2 separate regions of the Gossypium hirsutum genome follow, and region 2 is linked to region 1. The links are chromatin contacts, called in public Hi-C maps. All regions are on one chromosome and are shown on one strand. The core of a region is the stretch at or near the end of the contact, and the rest is flanking DNA. Distances in the headings are between cores, read along the strand shown.

Region 1 (6,333 bases), core at 1,378-3,877:
AAGTGCATCAATGAAAATACTGTAGATTGTGTCAAGAAGACTTAGGATATGTATTGTAATTTGTTAGAATGCAGAATTGCTATGCGACTGTTGAATACAGAAAGGAAAGAGAAAGACAAAGTGTAGCAAAGATTCTCTGGAAGAATGAGAAAAAACCATAGAGATCAACATTGTTAAGGACATGCTGGCAGAAGTGGTGAGGTCTATAGCCATGGCATCAATAAGAGGGAAAAGGAATGTGAGAGAAAAGAAAATTGAAAGTAGGGACTGCCACCAGCAGTATTCCTGCGCCAACAAGAGTGAAAGGGTTCAAGTGAGAGAGATGTTTGTCTCTGTTTCTTTTCATTAACTATTTTTCTGAATTAGATTGCAAAAGGCTATATTCTTATATATGCTGTGCATGAGAATGTCAGAACAAGGAAATGAAAAGTTAGGAAGCACATACAACACATGCCAGAACAACTGCAATAGCAAAAGCCGGTCCTCCCATTCCATCCTGCAAACCTATAGCAACCGCGAGAGCTGTCACAGTTGCAGAGTGTGATGATGGCATCCCACCTGAATCAATCATCCTCTTAGAATCCCATCTCCTTTCTTTAAACCTGAGCATCTAGGAGAAACAAGTTCAAAATTTTGAGCTACTATTCACAAACCACTGAACTTGCTATCAGAACAAAACTAAAAAATCTAATACATTCATCATCAAAAAAGAATAAATATACTAGCTATGCAGGAGAAAAAAAGAAACATGCGGATACACTACAAACTTAAAAGTAAAACCCAAAGGCTAAAACAGAACAAACTTTAATTTCCAGAACCAGGGATGTATTTGTAACTTTTACTTCCAACGGTAGTATAGTCATTTCCCTATTAGAGTCCTCTCATGTGTCTTTGTTTAAGTTAAGTCCTCAATCATATTTGATTTGGTGAAAGACTGCTTTAAATTATTACAAAGTCTCTCATATAAAGTTACTAAGGTCATTACTGGCTTCATATCATAAATGTCCACAATGAGGCACTACACCTTTAAAGGTATTCCTTGCTATTAATGTTTCCCACATGTTTAACAACTCTTGTCAGCAAGGAGACTCAATAGTTTCTCTAGCCTTACTTCTTCTCTTCGTTTTCCACAATATTTATTTGTGTGAAATATCTACCTGCCCTACCAACTTGTTCTTTCATGGGTGGAAAACTTTAGAAAGAAAATATCTACCTTATAACGGTCCTAACTCCTAATTTCAAGATTGCAAACATCATGAGAATCTATCATCTTGAAAAATGAAGACTCTGGCTTTACTTGCACACAGGGAAGAAAAGCAAGCATGGGAGCCCTTTCATAAGGTTGCAACTGCAGTTTTTGGAATTTATATATAGGAGAGACACTGAAATGAAGGGGGTAAAAAAAACCTCTAAGCCTAGACCACCAAGATTGTGAGATATGATGAGCTTAAAATGAGATGAAGTATATTCTTGCTTTACAATTCAATTAAAACAGGTAATTACAAGACCAAGGGAAAAATAAGATGAGGTATATTCTTGCCTTGAAATTCAATTCAAACCCATAATTACAAGACTAAGGGAACCATTATCATATGCTTTCAATGAATCGGAGTCCATTGAAGTTATAGAAGCTAGAAATACAGTACCAGATCCCTTTTTCACAATGCAACCAGATAAGGCACATTGGTAAACATTTTAGTTACCAATGATCAATCGTCAAAACTGCCCCTATGAGACATTACATAAAACAAGTAACCAAAAAAAGAATCAAAACAAGGGTTCCCTAACTAGAGCTAAACAAGTTCTTAGCAGTCAGGGGCAATTGATTAACTAATAAACCAACATTTCTATTTTAAATTCTCACAGTAACTAGTTATGGGTTTTTTTAATGAGCAATTGATAGTTAAAGTGTGTCTCAAAAGCCCTAACCAAAATCAATGATATTCCAAGATACGAGTTCCCAACTTTCGCTTCAAACAACAATAAAGTAACGATTCGCCAAACTTGCAAAAACTGGAATTTGAATTTAATTGAATTTAGTATATTTAATTAAATGCCGCATGAAAATGAGCAAGAAGAAAGAGGAAATACAGAGATTAAGAAAGAACGAACCAATTGGTAAAGAGTTTGAGAAACTGGGCGAGAGCGAAAGCGAGGAAGGCCGTGAGGAGAGGGAGGTTATTAGGAAGCAGATTCGACGACGGAGACGACGCAAATGACGTCGCTCCACCTCCTCTCATCGAGCTCGCATCCGCTGCCATCATCACCTCGTTCATATCCTTCTTTTACTTGCCTTCAATAAAAGTTTGGATCTCTGAGTGTGAGGAAGTCTGGTTGATCTGGATTTGTCAAAGCCTGGCAACCAAAGGCAACAACGATTCAGCGAATTAGCAGCGAAATGAGAAGAAGGAGAAGGTGCAACGATTGTTCCTCAACGAGAATAGGCCCACCTCAGGGCTGGTGTATTATGGCGCTTGCTGTACTGTTTATTGGGATTGAAGGTGGATTAGTGGAGAAGAAAAGATAGAAAAGATAGAAATGATTACTGTTTTTAACTTCGGGTTTATCGCTTTTTTTTTCTTCCAACTCTGTTAACCGGTGTAGACGTTACCTAACATGAAAATTGGGTTAAATATATTATTTAAATTTGTCTATTTCTCCTAGTGATATTTATAGTTTTTTTTCTAGAATGATACTCGAACTTTTTTTCCTCTATTATATTGGTATTCAAACCTAACACTATTACTTTTTTGCTGACGTGCTGACCACTCGCACGATATCACATGTCGTCCTCTTTATATATTTTTTTAATAATTTTTTCTTAATTTTTTTAAATAACAACCTAATGACTAGAATAAAGTTGAGAATCTTTGATATTCTTTAAATTTTTAAAATTTTCATTTGTTTTGTTGCAAATTCTTGAGTTTATCAACAATATCATCAGCAACTATATTCTCTTCTTTAGGGAGGAGAAAGTCGCCATCTCTAAACGCTTTCTTGGTCCCCTTTGACTTAACACAAGTGGATCTTGTCCAAACCTTGATTGCCTTGTTGTCTGATCTTGTTTCTTGCTTATCTAACCATGTTTTCTTCTTTCAACGAGGAATTCTCGATCTTTGGTCTAAAATATTGAAATTTTCCCTATGGTTTTGGAGTATTTAAGGGATTCAAGGTCTGGTTCCTCATCGAACTTGTCTCCAATAGCCATTGTGCTTCAAGGAAGTCTAGTTGTTGTTGTATAAGTCCAAGGTACTACTTGATTATTGCCCTCAACCTAGTAAGTTATGCCTTTTTGCTTTAAAGCCATTCAATTTCAAGCCATTTTTATCATTTGAGTGGTTAAGGATCAGTTATCACAGATGGAGATTAAGAATGCCGGGCGAAACAAGCAACTGCCAACGTCGAAAGCGGCGTTGGAAGCAATATTGACGATGAAAATAAATGAAACCCATATTAACAACGAACTATGGTGCACCATCTGTAAAGAGCAACATTTACTACCATTGTGTTTATGATTACTAGCTAAAGCACAATTTAACACCTATTAGAAGAAAACCATGAAAAGGAAAAGATTTGGAAGGGGAATTTTTTTACAATTTTTTTAAAAAAAAAAAACACCGATTCAAAGTAAAATGTTGAAAGTCCAGAACTTGAAATATCAAAAATTAGAGTTTTTTCTTAAAAAGCCAAGAAAAAAAACCCAAGAATCTAACGTCGATTCTTTGTTGCAATTGGCCCTTAAACTAGGAAATGAATAAGAGTCAAGAAGAAAGATGAAGAAGACAAGGGTAGGAATAAGAAAAAAGGAGAAAAGAAAAGAAAAAAGGGGAAGAAAATGATGAAAAAGAAAAAGAAAATAGAAATATTAAAAATTTCAAATGTTGTCACCAACAAAATGAGGGAAATAGGAAAAAAATTAAGGAAACAATGTTTTGAGATATCTGTAAAAATCTCTAATTATCTTGAACCAGAAAAGGTATTTGTTGTCATAAGTGTAGGTGAAAAGAGCAAATTTAAGGAGCGGGATAAATGAAATAAGGTGGAGTGGCATGGTGGACGCTGGACCAATACAAACAGAAACATGATAAAGAGTGCATCCATGTATACACTGGTGGAGCTAACGGATGAATCCGACAACAATACTTTTTTTTTCTAAGATAAACTTTTGTATAATATTGTATTTCAATATACTCATATGTAGTTTAGGATTTAATTTTATTTAAATTGATTAAGAAAATAATTCGAACACTTTGAAATTCGAGAAGAGGGGCCGAAACAGAGTCAGTGTCGCAACACGGACCTTCCATGTCACGACACCACTCACAGGTTTAAGAAATAAAGTAATTCAACTCAATGTTGTGACAAAACACCTTTGTGTCGCAACAAAGAAATCAGTATACCCTAGAGTTCAAAAATTTTGAAGTCTGTCGCGATATCGGTATCCTGCCAAGGGTGTCGTAACATGGAACCCCGATGTCGCGACATCGCTGCAAATTTCTACAAGGTCAACCCGACCCGTCGCACAACCCGACGACTTAACCTTTGTTTTAACTTGGTTTTTAACTTTAAAATACCAAAATTTTAACCTTCAAACACTTTTAATTAATTTCTAAACTCTTATTAACCTTACATTCTCTCAAAAATTTTTAAATCCTAAAATCTATTTTCTCTTTTCTTCTTATTTTGCAGCAAAACTTTTTCTTCCCTCTTCTTGCGTGTTTACTAAGTGCAGGTTAAAACACTTCGTATTCACAAAGGAATTTGGAACAACCTTTGAAAGGATTAACGAGTTTCCAAGTCGAGGTTAAGAGTTTCAACTTACATTTTTACTATTTTATTGTATTGCTTGATATCTAGTTAGTTCTTCTAGTTTAAAATTTTATTAAAGAACCATCGGTGGTTGCAAACTCGTCAAAATTTCCAAACCCAAACATCAAAAAAAATTTAATACTTCAAGGAAAGACGTTTATACAAGATCGAGGGTTTGAGCCATTGATGATTCTATGTAGAGAAATATGGCCATTGGTTTAATACCATAGGTGGGAACGCTTTTGCATAACCTCTAAAGACTCTGTTGTGGTCACAGTAGTACAAGAACACTATGCTTCACTTAGGGATTAAGAGTCTAAGAGGCAAGAGGGTGCCACATGGGAAACCATACAAGCACGAGGGAAGGAGTTCTTGTCACCCTAGAGCGATTTTTGAGTTTTATAACGCTCCATATTATGAATTTGATTCTGTAGAAGAAAATGATTTAGAATATTTTAGAGATATTAATATGAATAACGTCATAAACTATTTAACAGAGGGTAGGGGTGAGTGGAAAAATTGCTTAGGTACTGATATCACCACGTTCTTTAGTCAAGCAATTATGTTCCCTATTGGAAAGATGTGGATACTTTTTATGCACTCAAATTGCTCCTGCTTTGAATGGCTCTAACGTCAATACTTTTCGAGCAGTTTTGTTATATGCTGTTTTATAGAAGAAACAAATGTGTATCGGGACATGGATTTATCATTATATGAAGCGGTTCATGAAGGCCAGGGTTTATGCAAAAGGCCAGAGTTCCAATAACAACCACTAAGCAATTCATGAAGCCATCCAAGACTTTCATAGGATATTCATTATATAAGCAATATACGGAGCTTCGACGAAAACAAATAAGAGATTGGAACAAACACCGAAAGGAAAAGGTAGATGTCTTAGCTTTACTTAAACAAAAAGCAAAACTGACATCTCGAAAAGAAATAGGTGAGAGTAGCATTCCAAAGATGGAATGAATGATAAGATGGATACAAGAGACGAGCCCAAATCTTCAAGAATTTGCATGGTAGAACAACATGAGAGTACCAAACTATTCGCAAAATATATTTGGTCCAATGCATTCCCATCATGAAGAAGAAGAGCAAGATAACGAGGAAAGGGAAGATAATAACAATGAGGAATCTGAAGAGGAGGGAGATGAGATGTATTCTTAGGAGGAGGAGGTGGTGGATTGACTAAAATTTTAATTTTAATTTTTGGATTGTAAACAATTAATTCGGATAATTTCTATTTTTTAGGAGTAGGATTAACAGTAAATATATATATTTCTTGTGTTCAAAGTTTCTATGTAGGAACCTCACATGAAAGAAGCACGACATTTTTGAGTTGTCAACGAACAAGGAAGAAACCACCCACCATAAGACTATGACAATTTCACGATCAATCAAGTAACTTCTTTCCTTATCTCTAGGGTTGCACATTAGGGACTATGTATTATCTAAAGTGTGGGGGCAACATAAGAAATTTTGATAGGGAATTTTATTTATTTTGTTTTATGTTTTTTCTTT
Region 2 (6,333 bases), core at 1,666-4,165, 150 kb before region 1:
TCATGGTCTTCAGCAGCAAGTTGAAAATAAGTCATAGCCACGGTGACAAAAGCAGAAACAATCAAGAGAAGGATAAAAACAATAAACAGGATGCTGTCTATGGTGTAGATCCTATGTCCCCACACACTGGCAAATATGTAGTAAAGTTCAATACAGATGGCACTGAATGGCAAGAACCCTGCCATTGCCATCTGAGGAAGAGTTTGTTGGTACCAAGGCAATGGCGGGATCACTCTAGGATATATTGTAGTGCGGCAAGGCGCTTGAAACTCTGCCTTGGTATTCTTTCCAGCAATACCTCCTAATATTAATAAAGGAGATGTGACCAGAGCCCATATGAGAAAAATCACCACAATGGTTCCAAATGGCAATGCTGCAGTGGCCTTATAAGCAATTGCGACAGTGTTAAGAAAGCAAAATGTGACAAAAAGAGGCCCACAGGACAAGCTTCCAGTCAGTAGTAAGTTTCTCACCTGTCATTGAAAAGGATAGAAATAGATATTACATCTGATCGAAAAGATATTTACATATAATAAGTAAGACATTTTCATTTTTGTTACCAATCTAAAATTAGGAGGCTAGCATGTTTGCGTTCCAAGTTCCTACTTTCTATCATTGAGATTCAGCAGAAAAGAGAGGACAGGATTAAGATAAGGGAATTGCTCAATTTCCATTGCATGAGCTTAGATTAGGAAAATAGCAACCATAAAATCAGCTTCAAGAAAGAGATTTATAAGACTCAAATATAATGTGGCATTTCAAAATTTGAAATACAATAGCAATTAAGGAACTAAAATTCATTCAATGTTAACAAAAAAATTATAATTTTAGCTTGACATCTATGATTATCAGCTGAAATTTCTATGTACCAATTTCATCTCATGTTTTTCAGTTCTAATTTTCCAAGGAAGGATGCACATTATAGTAACAAATCATTCAGAGGCAATCTTCTCTGTTTCCAGTTTTTCTCAAAAACCGAAAATTGAGGGAGCATAAAATGTTCTCATTGGCAAACACTAACTACTGGAATTCACATATTATGCCATTTTGTAAACACTTCCGATTAAGTATATTCTCACTCCATATGCAAAAATATTTGGATTTTATAACATAGTTATATGCCTTGAAGACCATAACTCTACATGAATAGTTAAAACCCACAGACAGACATGAATTGGTTGAGTGAAACAAGTCAATGGGTCAGCTATTGAGATGTCAACCAACTGAGAAAATTCATATGTATAAATTATTTCAACCATAAAACTCAATCTGCCATGTGCTGTCAATAAAATGGTTGGGCTTAAAGATGATCAATGAAACTATTCTATCAAGTCAGGCTATTAGGTTCTTGAACAAAGGTCCTACTGTAGGTCAATAAATTTCTCTTCTCATATGGTAAAACATAGAATTTGGACAAGTGTCATGGAAAAGAATCAGTGCTATAAAAAGTTAAAATCCTTTCTGATAACATGCGCAAATATTGTGGCTTCCTATCAGAATGTATGGAAGAAAAACTGGTCAATTCTCCAACCGAACCTCATTTATATTTGACATTTCCAGCCTTTACTGATTCATTCTTTTCTTTTTTCTTTTCCGAAGCCTTTCTGCTTTTGTCATATCTTTGGTTTCTCCCTCAATCTTCTTTGCTTCTCCACAATGGCTTACATTTTTTTAGTTGGTTTAACCAGCAGAGCCAATTTATTTTTAGCAAAAAGGATGATGATTATAAACTAGAAAAGGAGTCCTCAAAATGTAAAATATCATCTCTTTCTCTAATACCAAAATAATAATAATTTATAGATAGGCAACAGGAAAAGAGACAAGTATCGCATACCCAATTTGTTCCTTCAAGTTGGCAATAGAAAGAGGCAGCAGTGTAGCCAGCAATTAAAGATGTAAGGGCATAAATGACAACCAGAGCAGTGAATAAGGCTCCTCGATTATATGGATAAAAGACCCCAACAAGAGCGAGGATAAATATAAAACTTGTACTGGAAAGCATGCAAATAAATATAGTCAACAGATTGTTCAGAAACAATAGCCCAAATGTAACTTTTAATGGAAGGCCAAATTTAACTAAACCATTGACTCTCCCTTTTCTATGTCTTTTGTTCGGAGAATAACTGTTAACTAGGATGGATGATACTCACAGAGTAAAGAGCTGAGTGCCAGAACCAAGAGCCGCTGAAAACAAAGACTTGTGCTTTGGGTACCTGAACACATCACCATGAATGTACTTCCACCCAGTCTCTTCTTGGTCATCTGCAGATTCTTCATCATGTGCATACCTCTTAAACAAGTAAAGCAGGAAGTGAAAAGTCAAACCTAGTAATTTGTATTAAATATGGATTTTTGATGTATGGAGCAGAAGGAAATAATTCTTACTCAACAAAATCATTCTTCAGAACTCGCATTAGAATGGTAGCAAGGAAACCAGTCAGTAACAGAACGGTTACACAAGAATTGATGATTGAGAACCAGTGGATTCCCAAGTGGTGCGGCATCGAAGAAGACTGTGAGTATTTGTCCATCCGCTTCTCGAAGGGAGTCTCAGTTTCCTTCCATTTGACAGTGTACATGAAATCAACATTTACAGGTTCATCTTGGGTGAGGTCCACAAGGGAGTTGGGATCAGATCGAACAGTAATCTCAATCACGCGATCCTTATTGTAAAGGATTTCGAATATCAGATGCTTAAAGAGATAATACTTATACTCACTTGGATCAGCCTTGCCTTCCTTATCAACTTTCCCTAAGAAGCCCCAAATGGGAAGGTCGTTGTAATACATTTGGAAGTAATAGTTCTTAGAGACGGCCGTTCTGAACTTGGCAACTTCTTCCTTTGTCAGCTTCCTTTTGCAAGCAACTTCAGCCTCCTTGTTACCAAAAAGTCAAGTCTGTAAGGAGCACTCACTAGCCGATCGCCATTCAAGACTTCACCCAAAGCTTCCTTCTTCTCCTTCACGGGAGCTGCAATGCAAAACCCTCAATTTCTTTATTTATATAACTTTACCTTGGGAAATCTAAAGAAAGTTATATTCTAAGGATTAAATAGACCCTCAAAAACCTGAGGAACAGAAAGGAAAATCGAAGAAACGGTATGTCTCACTGTCAATTAAAGGAAGCAAAAAAAAAAAGAGCAAACAATGTTAGCCAAATTCTGTCAAAATTTCATAAAATTTCCAAGTTCATCAGAAATCACGAAAAATCAGACCTGGGATTGTGGAAGGGACCCACTTTATTAGCATAGAGAGGGACTTCATCTCCAGCTGTGTAACGATGATCAGAAGCACTGGATCTGACCTGCGCTACGCCGCATACGACCACAACTGCCAAGGCAAGCAACCAAGCCCTTATTCTCTCCATTGACGACTGCAGCAGATGCAGAGGTATCTAAAAAAAGAAAAAAACTTTATGCTAAACCAGTTCAAAGCGACGACCTTTCTATATATTTTATTTATTGGTACTTTGCATCCTTTCCTACGTAGCATAGCAATAGCAATCGGCAAATAGCATTGATTTTGATTCACAGTGCGCTGGTTTTTTTAGGCTAAAAAAAATTACAACTAAAATATTAACAAGCAAAGCTGTTTGAAAAGTATTCTTCAGTCTGTTGAAAATGCATTTCACCTAACTGGAGTCTTAATTCTAGACTCAAGCTTTTTGTTCTAGTAAAAATTTAACAACTTCAATTGCTTTTTATTTTCTTCTTTTACCCATATATTCTTTAGTTACATTCTTCAGTAGCCAAAAACCAAGCCCTACGAGTAGTGTGAAGCACTTCAAACCTCTTTTACTAAGGACGGATAATGAACACACCAAACATTACGATTAAACTCACTAACACCATGTTTGGTTGGGTTGGGGAATGCAGTAATCCCTCATTCATTTAATGATAAATTATTTTTTTATTTGGTTGAAAGCAATATTTTTCATCTTATCTTTCCGTATATTTTTTTTTGGTATTATAAAAAAATGGCTATTTCATGTAACATTTAATAATAAAAAGAAATAATTTTCATATTAGTCCTATAAAATTTAGACTTAGAAAATATAAAAATAAAATACTTTAATATAAAACTAAATTTTTTAATATAATTTAATATAAAAATAATTATATTAAAAATATTATTAAATTATATATTTTTATTTTTATTAAATTATATTAATAATAATTATATTAAAATATAATTAAATTATTTATTGTTTTTTATTAAATTATTTTTGATAATTATCCTATTAAAATCTAATAATAATAATCATCTACCTAAAAAATTTGCTAAGAGTACTTTGGTCATATCATTCTGTGATAGCCCGAAATAGGGCATAATCGGAATAGTGGTTTCGTAACCACAAATCCGAAGTGAAATAATTTAATTTTATAAATTTTTATTAATTATTGATTGATTGAAATATTGTGTGAAGATATGGATAGAAATTTTAATGATTTAGTGCCTAATTGAATTTTTAGGACTAAATCGAAAAAAATGCAAAGTGTGTCTAATTAGTGATTAAATGACTTAATTGAATTATTGCATGAAATTGGAAGTGTTTATGTGGAATTAGACCATAAATTAGTGATATGGACACAAAAGGGTAATTCTAGAAAAATATCTAAGTAATGGGTCAAGGGCATTTTTGTCCAAATTGAGAAAAAGATAAAATAAAGTGAAAATAAGTGTCCATCTTCTTCAAAATCAGAGGTTTGCTGCCAAAAAAATTCATGTCACCATAGCTAGGGTTCTTGATCTTCCTAAGCTCAATTGTAAGTGATTTCTTGCCCCGTTTTTAATTATTTTCGTATTTTTATGCTTATTGATGCTTGAATTTCATGTTTCTACCATTTAATTTAAATGAAATTAAAGTTTAAAAATTGACTCATTCATGATATAATTGTAAATTGATTAGTGATGTTAGATAATGAATTTTTGAAGTGTTAATTTCAAGTTTTACTAGATGAATTTCAATGAAAATGTTGAAAAAGGGCTAAATTGTGAAAGATGATAAAGTGTGCATAAAGTTGTGATTTTGTGAAATTGAGGGCTGTTATGAGCATGAAATATAATTTAGTGAAGTTTGAAATTTAGGAATTTAGTGAATTTTATTTTTACGAGCTTAGGGACAAAAGTGGAATTTTTGAAAAGTTTTGGGGAAAAATGTAAATTTGCCAAAATGTTGTGTATGAATTGTATTTGAATGAAATGTTGATAAAATGTATTAAATTGTGTTAATATAGATCAAGAAAGAAGAAATAGTAGAAGTGATCGGGGAAAAGAGAAAGTTATCGACTAAATTACAAAATAGTCGTTTTGCATCCAAGGTAAGTTATGTGTAAATAATAGTAATATATTTTTATAAATTATGAATTTTATTGATATGTGAATCAATATTGAATGTGGAAGGAAAATTGTTCATGAATTATTCAAGTGATAAAGTGTTAAAAATAAAGTGTTAAGTGTAAATTCCCGGTTGAACTTAGGAATAGAAGTGGATACAAGTGACATGTCACTAGAGACCAGTGTTACAGTGTTACAGTGAGTCCCGGGTGCTGGGTGATCTAGCATGTGTTGCAGACACCTGACAGCTTGTGTGAGCAGGCCGTGGACATTTCCAGTGTTATTGATCAGTGGTAGCTTCGACTACATCTCAGTGGTAGCTTCGGCTACATATTAGTGGTAGCTTCAGCTACATATCAGTGTGGCACTTATGTGCTAAATCTCTACGTATCCGTTTATATTCCAAGTGTTCAACGGGATTAATAATGAATTAAAGTGAATATGAAATGAAGTGTGTATGCAGGTACAATTGAAAGAATGAGTATATGTGATAAAAGTTAAGTGTGAAAATGTATATGCAAGTGAATTGGTAAGATTGTGCATTTGTAAGTGATTGAAATTGCTAAGAAATGTTTTGATTAGTTATATGTTAAAAGTGTTAATTATTAAATGAGTACCTATTATTTTCATGTAACTTACTAAGCTATTAGTAGCTTACACCTTTCTTCTTTTCCTTTGTTTTATAGTGATTTGAACTTGATCGAATTGGGGATCGTCGGAGCTCGTATCACACTATCATAATCATCTCGGTATTGTGTGCTTTTCAAAATGTTTAAACTATGGCATGTATAGAGTCTTAATAATTTTGAGTATGTTCATATGATATGGCTAAGATTAGCTATTGAAATGGTTAGTAAAGATTATGTTTTGGCATTATGTATGTGTATATGGTAGCTAATACAAAGAAGCAGTTTCTTTGACAGCAGCAGTGACGTGAATGTGAAAAATCACCATAAATAGTAGAAATGGAATTATAGAGTGAATTATATATAGAATT

The links. A called contact is a pair of places that touch in the nucleus more often than the background predicts.
Region 2: a Hi-C map of leaf shows a contact between it and region 1, with 1.7 times the contacts expected there. The contact joins the enhancer-like site here to the promoter of LOC107954757 in region 1. A contact is called at or near these places in 2 of 34 Hi-C or Micro-C datasets (leaf and petal).

The regions. Positions count from the first base shown.
Region 1 is chrD07:38,915,065-38,921,397 of Gossypium_hirsutum_v2.1, reverse strand. It overlaps LOC107954757, which reads right to left and starts at 2,627. Exons shown (of 7, transcript XM_016890413.2): 1 at 2,451-2,627; 2 at 2,113-2,355; 3 at 446-602; 4 at 157-285. The coding sequence starts at 2,276.
Region 2 is chrD07:39,062,058-39,068,390 of Gossypium_hirsutum_v2.1, reverse strand. It overlaps the pseudogene LOC107954754. Among protein-coding and RNA genes, the nearest start is that of LOC121219661, 4.6 kb to the left of the region's middle. Within about 2 kb of position 2,915, at least 6 of the 9 cell types and tissues checked have an H3K27ac peak or open chromatin away from gene starts, as enhancers often do.